Linked DNA regions of Mus musculus: region 2 is linked to region 1. A link is a contact called in public Hi-C data. All regions are on one chromosome and are shown on one strand. The core of a region is the stretch at or near the end of the contact, and the rest is flanking DNA. Distances in the headings are between cores, read along the strand shown.

Region 1 (4,928 bases), core at 1,344-3,843:
GTGGTGGTGCATGCCTTTAATCCCAGCACTTGGGAGGCAGAGGCAGGTGGATTTCTGAGTTCGAGGCCAGCCTGGTCTACAGAGTGAGTTCCAGGACAGCCAGAGCTACACAGAGAAACCCTGTCTTGAAAAACAAAAACAAAACAAACAAATGAATCTAACACGTTATCAGTAACAATACCCTCTTGGCTAATTATGTCCCCATCACTGCTGACAGTTTGACAGGGTCATTAGATGATTTACATTACTCAATACTTTACACAACCCTATAACGGATACGCTAAGAGGATCCCTGCTTTATAAACAAGGAAACTGAGGCAAGGATCGCTGAAGAAGCTGCCCCTCCTCACACAGATGCTGTATCCTATGGAGGAGGCTTAACCACTGCCAGGTTCGGGGGAGTCACAGAGCTTGGGCTCTAAGCCAACTTCTCTAGACTCCTATCCCAGTCCTGCCGAGCAGGGCAGCTCTTAGGAAACAGAATGTCCCCCTGACGCCCAGTTTCAGTCTCCTCACTGAGAAATGAAGATGATATTGTGGCTTTAGAGGGTTCTGTTGAGGTTCCGATGAACTGAAAAGCAAATCCTGTGACGGTCACAGCAGGCACCAGCTTCTAAGATCTGAGATCTGAGCCCACCAGGCTAGAAACTTTTACTTTTTTTTTTTTTTTTTTTTTTTTTTGAAACAGGGTTTCTCTGTAGAGCCCTGGCTGTCCTGGAGCTCACTCTGTAGACCAGGCTGGCCTCGAACTCAGAAATCCGCCTGCCTCTGCCTCCCAAGTGCTGGGATAAAAGGCGTGCGCCACCAGTGGCAAAACTTTCACTTTTTTTTTTTTTAAGATTTATTTATTTATTATATGTAAGTACACTGTAGCTGTCTTCAGACACTCCAGAAGAGGGAGTCAGATCTCATTATGGATGGTTGTAAGCCACCATGTGGTTGCTAGGATTTGAACTCAGGACCTTTGGAAGAGCAGTCGGATGCTCTTATCTGCTGAGCCATCTCACCAGCCCCCAAACTTTTACTTTTTAAAGATTATATTTCTTCTTCTTCTTCCTCTTCCTCCCTCTCCTTTTTTTTTTTTTTTTTTTTTGAGACAGGATCTCTCTATGTAGCCCTGGCTGTCTTGAAACTCACTATGTAAACCAGAGAGATCTGCCTGTCTATGTTTCCCGAGTTCTGGGACTAAAAGTATGTACCACCACACCCAGCTCAGGTTCCTTTTATTTTTTACTGGGAATTGGTGGGAATGGAGTACTGGTGCTCCTGAAGGCCAGAAGAGGGTATCAGATCCCTTTTGCACTGGAGTTAGTTAGTGGTGAGCCACCTGACATGTATCCTGGGAACTGAACTCTCGTCTCCTGAAGAGTAGCAAGTATTCCTAACTGCTGAACCATCCTTCCAACCCCGGCCTACATAGGGGCTTTTTATGTCCAGAGATGGTAGTGAAATGTCCCTGAGTCTTTACAACCCGCCCAACCCCCATGCCCTGGACCTGACTAACATACAGCACACAGCTGTGGACAGGACACATGAAAAACAGGTCCAGTACGGTGCATTCTTCACACGCCTCACATTGTGGGTGTCCCAGCCTGAGTCACTTTTCTTTCTCAGGCCTCCAGCTTCCTGTTCTGACAAACAGGAGCCATAATAATGCCTTCCCGGTGGCACAATTGCAAGGACTCAATGAGATAATAAGGCAGGCAAAGTGCTGAACACAGGGGTTTGCAAAGTCAGCGGCAATAAATGGGACTGTAGGTCCAGACTGTTGGGTCCCCAGAGAGTTGCTGGGAGCATAGCTGAGAGTTCTCAGGGAAGCTGGAACACAGCTGTCCGGCGTGGGCACCACCCCCTTCCATCCCCAATGCAGCCATAGGCATGGGCTATGAGGAGGAAAGACAGTGGACTTCCTAAGAGGACGTGAAGACGCTAAAAGGGAGAGGGTAATGGTTCACATTGCTTCTATGCGGTCTTTGGGTCACACTCGCTTAAATATTAAGCTCACCTCATTTTGGTTTTTAGGGCTGGGAATGGAGCCCACGTATAATATCAGAGTGCCTCACCCTACTACCAAGTTCCACCCCTAGGTTCTCACTGGAAGATCCCAGGGAGACATCTTACCATTGAACCACTGAAACATTACACCAGAACCCTCACTTCTAGGCAAGTGCTCTACCACTGAGCCACCTGACCAAGCCCTTATTGGTGGAGTCTACATAGGTGGTTTACTACTAAACCATGCCCCTAAGCCCTCACAGGGTAAGAGTGGGGCATTTGGCAGGTGCTGTATACTAAGCCACACTCCCAGCCCCTCTATGGGGGATTCTAGGCAAGTGCTCTACCAGTGCACACCCACGACCCTGTCTTTTGTTTGTTTTAGTGTAGGTATTAGGAAAAATTAATTATATATACAATTCATATTTCTGTTGGAAAGAAGCTGAGTGCTAAGGGAGGAAGGATTCTGAATTTAATCCCATGAAATCCCAGTAAGAAGAAAAGAGAAATATGTAAACAACAGTACCAGGATGTACAGTGCCAGCCAGCCTACTAAGTGTTTTACTCATATCTATGCAGACTTCCCCTTAATCTTATGAATAAGGCATTACTATGATCCTCCTTCTGCAATAATGAAAATGAAACTGGGAGTGTTAACATGTACATACAGCCCAAGGTCACACTGTTCTAGGTGGCAGACAAAAGGCAAGCCCCTTCAGTCTTACTTTAGGGTTTATATCTCAATGGCAAAACTCTATCCCATTTCAGATACCACAAAGGAAGCTAGAGAGTGAGTCTCAGAAATCCAAGACCCACCTTCCACACACTTGAATGCCCAGTGGGCTGGAAGCTGGCGTTTTCCTTGTCTTGTTCCAGACCTAAATTTCAATCCAGATGCTACAGTGTGACTCGGGGCAAGACACTGTGCTTCTCTGAACCTTTGCTTTCTCTTGGGGGCGGTAACAGTAGCTCTTTAGCAGGGTTATCTGAGCAACACATGAATGATAGCTACGGTAACAGTCAAGGCAGCGTTCACCAGCTAGCCTTGACACATTAACCTCCTTTGACTTACAGCAAACAGACTTACCTAGCTTTAACTAAACATCTAATCCTTTCTCAACTCTCCTGTAATTCATTTCTCTAGCTCCCCCATACTCTAACCCTTTGTGATGGCCGGTTTAATTTTGCTAACTGGACACAATCTAGAGTCACCGGAGAAGAGAGTGTCAAAGAGGGACCTTTTGACACAGATCTTTTATTATATCTACTTGGGAGACTGAGGCAGAAGGACTGCAAGTTCAAGGCCAGCCTGGGGGGAAACTTAGTGAGACTCTATCTCAAAAAAAAAAAAAAAAAAAAAGCCAAGGTTACCACTCAGGGATAGAACACCTTCCTATCATGAATGTGGCTCTGGGTTCAGTCTATTGGGGCATGGGGATAAGCCAGGTGTGGTAGCTCTTGTCTGTGGTTTCAGGCCTAAGGTTTCCTGAGGCAGGATTGTTGTGAGTTCAAGGCTAGCTTGAGCTGCATCCCCAGCCATGTCTTAAAAACAGAAACAATAAGCCTTGTGCTGGAATTCATGTTGTAATTCCAGCATTTAAGAGACTGAGAGGCAAGAGGATCTTGTCTGGACCAATGAGATGGCTCATTGGGCTAAGGTGCTTACTGCTAAATCTGATGACCTGAGTCAGACTGTGGAAGTCATGCGGTAGGAAGAGAAAAAAAAATAACTGCCATGAGTTACCTGCTGACCATATGTAGCCATGGCATGCATGTGTGTGTGACATGCACACACACACACACACACACACACACACACACACATTTAACAAACAAGTAAACAAGACAAAGATAAAAGAATCTACATAGATTTCCTACTTAAAAAAAAAAAACAAAAAACAAAGTTGCCAGGCATGGTGGCGCACACCTTTAATCCCAGCACTCGGGAGGCAGAGGCAGGCAGATTTCTGAGTTCGAGGCCAGCCTGGTCTACAGAGTGAGTTCCAGGACAGCCAGGGTTATACAGAGAAACCCTGTCTTGAAAACAAAAAAAACAAAAAACCAACAACAACAAAAAATCAACAACAAACTTAAGGGCTGGCGAGATGGCACTGACTGCTCTTTCAGAGGTCCTGAGTTCAAATCCCAGCAACCACATGGTGGCTCACAACCATCTGTAATCGGATCTGCTGCCCTCTTCTGGTGCATGATACAGCGTACTTATTTCTAATAATAAACAAATCTGTGGGTCAGAGTAAGCAGAGCGGAGTTAACCAGAGAGAGCGGGGCCGACCGGAGTGAGCAGAGGTCCTAAAAAATTCCATTCCCAACAACCACATAAAGGCTCATAACCATCTGTACAGCTACAGTGTACTCACGTACATAAAATAAATAAATAAATCTTTAGAAAAAGAAATCAGTTATAAAAAAAACTAAAAAAGTTAAAAGCCAGCCTTGGCTACCTAGCAAATTAGAAGTCAGCATAGGCTACTTGACACCATATCTCAAAAACCCAAACCACACAGAAAGGAGAGACAGGGATGGAGGAGAGGAAGAAAGAAAAAAGAGAGAGAAGGGGGAAGTAGGGAGAGGGGGAAGAGAAAAGCAGAGGGCAGGAGTCAAACCCTGGCGGCCCATGAATGCTGCTCAGCTGGGCAGCAGCCACACGCACGTGTAGTATGGCTGTTTCACTAGCAGTGGCAACACTGCCTCCGTGCTGCATGAAGCCTGAAGTAATTACCACGCTGCATGCTTGAAGCCCTTCAGTCCGCCACCTCCCCCTGTCACGGGTATTATTTCTTACCAAGCACTCTAAATCAGACATGCTCACAATGGAGCCTGTGCTACCTCTCCTTAATAGTGAGCTAACTAAGAGAAAATAAAGGAATTTAAATAAAAACTGCTTGCTCTTTCATCTCAAGAGCAGATCCCCC
Region 2 (4,519 bases), core at 955-3,454, 200 kb before region 1:
CAGAGTGAGTTCCAGAACAGCCAGGGCTACACAGAGAAACCCTGTCTCGAAAAAAAAAAAAAAAGCAAAATAAATAAATAAAACAAAAATATTTTAAAATGTATTTTTGCATTATGGTATGTGTATGGGGATAATGGGTTATGGGTGTGAATACAGGTGAATACAGGTGCCCTGGGACGCCAGAGGCATTGGGTTCCCCTGGAGCTAGAGTTAGAGATGGTTGTGAGCCATCCAAATGTGTGCTGGGAACTGAACTCTCATGATCTGCAAGAGCAATTAGGACTTTTAACCACTGAGGCATGCCTCCAGCCCCAGGTCCCAGGGGTTAAAAAAACCAGATTTATTTATGTATGTATGTATGTATGTATGTATTTATGTGCATGCATGTGTATGTGTGGGGGAGCACATGTGAAAGCTGGTTCTTTCCTTCCACCATGTGGGTTTAGGCATCAGACTTAAGTCATTAGGCTTGCTGTCACGTGCCTTTACCTGTGATCCATCTCACCATTAGGCTGTCACGTGCCTTTACCTGTGATCCATCTCACCAGTTCCAGAACCTAGAGTCTTATACTAGGCAAATATTCTACTTCTGAATTGCATCCTCAGCCATTTTAAACATTTTTTTTTTTTTAATTTTGAGACAGGGTTTCCCTAAATATTTTTGGGCTGGCACTGAATTCAGTTTGTACCATGAGTGAGCCTTGAATATGCCATGTTTCTGCCCTAACCTCTGAGTAGCTGGTATTTACAGGCATGAACCACCAGGCTGACTTATCCTTATTTATATATTTATTTATTTATTTATTTATTCTTGACTCTGGCAATGTTATTGTCTTCGTTGGGGTTTCCATTGCTATGAAGAGACACCATGATCAAGACAACTCTTATAAAGGCAAACATTTAATTGGGGCTGGCTTACAGTTTGGGAGGTTTAGTTCATTATCATCATAGCAGCAAGCATGGCAGTGTGCAGTCTGACATGGTTGCTGGAGAAGAAGCTGAGAGCTCTGCATCTTGATCAGAGGGCAACCAGGAGAGACTTGGCATCCTCAGGCAGCTAGGAAGAAACTTTCTTCTGCAACGGGCGGAGCCTAAGCATAAGAGTCCTCCAAAGCCCACTCCCACAGGGACACACTTCCTCCAACAAGGTCACATCTAATTCCAAGCATATTCAAACCACCACAGAAGTACTTGTATTTAATGCATTTTAGTCATTGTTGCCCTCCCCCACCCCACGCAACCCCCAACCCCACCTCATCACCTTACTATTCCTGAAGAATCCCAGAGTTTATTTTCTCTACTAAACTATAATAGTAAGGAGAGTGTTTTCCTGAGGTCTCCTAACCCTAACCCTAAGATGACAAGGGGTCAGGCAGAAGTGTGGTGTGATGGTTTGTATATTCTTGGACCAGGGAGTGGCACCATCTGGAGGTGTGGCCTGGTTGGAATAGGCGTGTCACTGTGGGTGAGGGCTTAAGACTCTCACCCCAGTTGCCTGGAAGTCAGTCGTCCACTAGCAGACTTTGGATGAAGACATAGAACTCTCAGCTCTGCCTGCGCCATGACAGCCTGGATGCTGCCATACTCCCACCTTGATGATAATGGACTGAACCTCTGAACCTGTAAGCCAGCCCCAATTAAATGTTGTTTTTTATAAGACTTGCCTTGGTCATGGTGTCTGTTCACAGCAGCAAAACCCTAACTAAGACATGTGGGAAGCCGGGCGTGGTAGCACACGCCTTTAATCTCAGCACTCGGAGGCAGAGGCAGACGGATTTCTGAGTTCGAGGCCAGCCTGATCTACAAAGTGAGTTCCAGGACAGCCAGGGCTATACAGAGAAACCCTGTCTTGAAAAACCAAAAACAAAAAAACAAAAAACAAACAAACAAAAAAAAAAAAACCAACTTCCTGACATGTGGGTAACTGGGAGATCCACCACTTGTAACTGACACTAGATATAGGCTTGGGGGACAGTGACCCCAACTGGTGGGTCTGCATCGAGTCCAGAGAGTTAGTGTCAGAACCAAGTCTAATTTTTGGACACTTAAGTCAGTGCCTACAGAGAACTGGAGTCTCTCCTGATCTGGAGAGATAAATGTTGTACATTTAGTGCCTGAGTTACTGTGGTTAGAGAAACAGTGTTCCTTGCCTTTCCTATCCCCCACAAGGCTGTCACAAGACCATCCCATGCTTCCTGTTTCTGATTTATTGTACACTGGAGCTGCAAGAATGTAGAAATGCCATCTAGGGGCTGGTGAGATGGCTCAGTGGTTAAGAGCACTGACTGCTCTTCCAAAGGTCCTGAGTTCAAATTCCAGCAACCACATGGTGGCTCACAACCACCCATAATGAGATCTGATGCCCTCTTCTGGTGCATCTGAAGACAGCTACAGTGTACTTAGATATAATAATAAATAAATCTTTAAAAAAAATGCCATCTAGATATAGCACCTTGACAGTGAGGTCAACAAAGTGGGCTGTATACATTGGGCTCTGTATTTGTGTATGTGTGTTTGTGTATGTTTGTTGTAGTATTGTTTGTTGTTGTTCTTGGTGGTGGTGGTGGTGATGGTGGTTTTTTGAGACAGGATTTCTCTGTGTATAACCCTAGCTGTCTTGGAACTTACAAAAGACTGTTCTCCAACTCAGAGAAATCTACCTGCTTCTGCCTCCTGAGTGCTGGGATTAAAGGATGCTGGGCTGGTGAGATGGCTCAGTGTATAAGAGCACCTGACTGATCTTCTGATATGATAGAGGGAGACTCCCTGAGGAACTAGATTCCAGAGAATCAAACAAAAGGTTATCTTGATGATACCAAAAAATTGTTTTGAGATTTGCATATTACAGAATATATAGCCTTGGTGGGTCTCCAGATATCTTGGACTTTCAGCCAGATCCAATCAAGACACAGACATCAGAGGCTAAATCAATCATTGGTGTGGCCTTCTTAAGGCTAACCAATCCTATTTTCCCTACCCTTCCTCCCCCCTCCCCTTAAAAATATCTCAATGCCCATATTCAGCTTGAAAACGTTATGAAGAGTCGTTGCTCCAGTTCCCTGGCCTTTGGGACTGGAGGGGCTTATCATAGGCTGTCTTTCTAGGGAATGTTGAAATGGTCATAGTTGGAACAGGGAGGAATAGCTAGAATTGATTGCATAGCTGTAATCTCATTTTGTAGAAATATTTTTACTTGTTACTAAGTTGATGTCATAATTTCTTATTTTGATACAGAATTTATTTTGATGCAAAATCAAGGTTTTTTTTTTTTTTTTTTTCCCAAGACAGGGTTTCTCTGTGTAGCCCTGGCTGTCCTGGAACTCACTCTGTAGACCAGGCTGGCCTCGAACTCAGAAATCTGCCTGCCTCTGCCTCCCGAGTGCTGGGATTAAAGGCGTGCACCACCACGCCTGGCTGGTATAAATTTCTTGTATTGATACAAAAAATTTAAAAGTATAGGGCTTAGACCCAGTCGTTCTATAACTGTTATTATAAATTGATCTAAGATGATTAAGCCTGTGAGTTAAGGACCAAATAGCAAATTCATGGCTCTGACTTTATTGTTAGGGTGTTTCAGAGACTGTAATTAGAAATAGCTGAGAGCGGTTAATGGAGAACAGTCCAGATTACTTACAGGGATAGTTGGTTTTCAAAAATGTCACAAATCCACAGAATGTGACAGTTAATGCCATTTATTCACTTGTTGAGACAAATCTGCTCCTAACAGCTTCCCATTCATGGATTCAAAGAAGCAGCTGAGCATCTTTTCTTCAAGTGAGGCCCTACATTTGTGGCTAGGTTGCCACTGGGTAGAAAATTGCCAATCTCTCCTGCAGACCTGTACTGTTCTTGAAAGGACACAATTTACAGGTTAGGACAGCTTAGTTCTGCTGAGACAGAATAGGCTAGTCCTTAGTATTCCTGTATCTCTAAGGTCTGTCAGATAGATGAGCCTGGGCCAGAAGGCTCAAGACATGCTCCAACTTCCTGACTTACGGGGGCTGTATAGGTAGGCAGCTGTCTCTACAATTTGTCTCAGTTCTGGAAGCAGTGTTAGGCTTCTTATTTATTTTCAGTTAATGTTGGTCATTCTCAGATTTCTGATGGGGTTGAAAAATTAATTAATAGTCTCATAGCCAACCCAGGCTATTTACTTTGAAAGAATAGATTTGAGAGGATGATTTTCAGATGGTATACTATCTAAAGCCAGGACATAAGTCAGGGTAGAACCATAAGTCTTTTAACTTAAGATAGATGACAATGTTCTATCTTAATTTCATAAATGATGAACAATCTTATACTCTATAGATTATAAAATGGTAATAGTTGTGTTCTGTTTATATTTGAGAGAAAGGGTTTTTTTTTTGTTTTTAAAGATTTATTTATTATTATCACTGCAGCTGTCTTCAGACATGCCAGAAGAGAGCATCAGATCTCATTATGGGTGGATGTGAGCCACCATGTGGTTACTGGGATTTGAACTCAGGACCTTCAGAAGAGCAGTCAAGTGCTCCTACCC

The links. A called contact is a pair of places that touch in the nucleus more often than the background predicts.
Region 2: a Hi-C map of bone marrow-derived macrophages shows a contact between it and region 1, with 28 read pairs. The contact joins two enhancer-like sites. A contact is called at or near these places in 1 of 39 promoter capture datasets (the C10 cell line), 2 of 484 Hi-C or Micro-C datasets (bone marrow-derived macrophages and cortical glia) and 4 of 115 datasets of contacts at active chromatin or transcription factors (bone marrow-derived macrophages, embryonic stem cells and epiblast stem cells).

Annotation. Positions count from the first base shown.
Region 1 is chr7:3,397,801-3,402,728 of GRCm38.p6, reverse strand. The region is part of intron 1 of Cacng8 (calcium channel, voltage-dependent, gamma subunit 8); the gene reads right to left. Among named protein-coding and RNA genes, the nearest start is that of Cacng8, 6.2 kb to the right of the region's middle. Within about 2 kb of position 2,593, at least 16 of the 459 cell types and tissues checked have an H3K27ac peak or open chromatin away from gene starts, as enhancers often do. A contact at or near this core is called in bone marrow-derived macrophages, where this site is marked.
Region 2 is chr7:3,595,611-3,600,129 of GRCm38.p6, reverse strand. No RefSeq gene overlaps it. Among named protein-coding and RNA genes, the nearest start is that of Oscar, 18 kb to the left of the region's middle. Within about 2 kb of position 2,204, at least 7 of the 459 cell types and tissues checked have an H3K27ac peak or open chromatin away from gene starts, as enhancers often do. A contact at or near this core is called in bone marrow-derived macrophages, where this site is marked.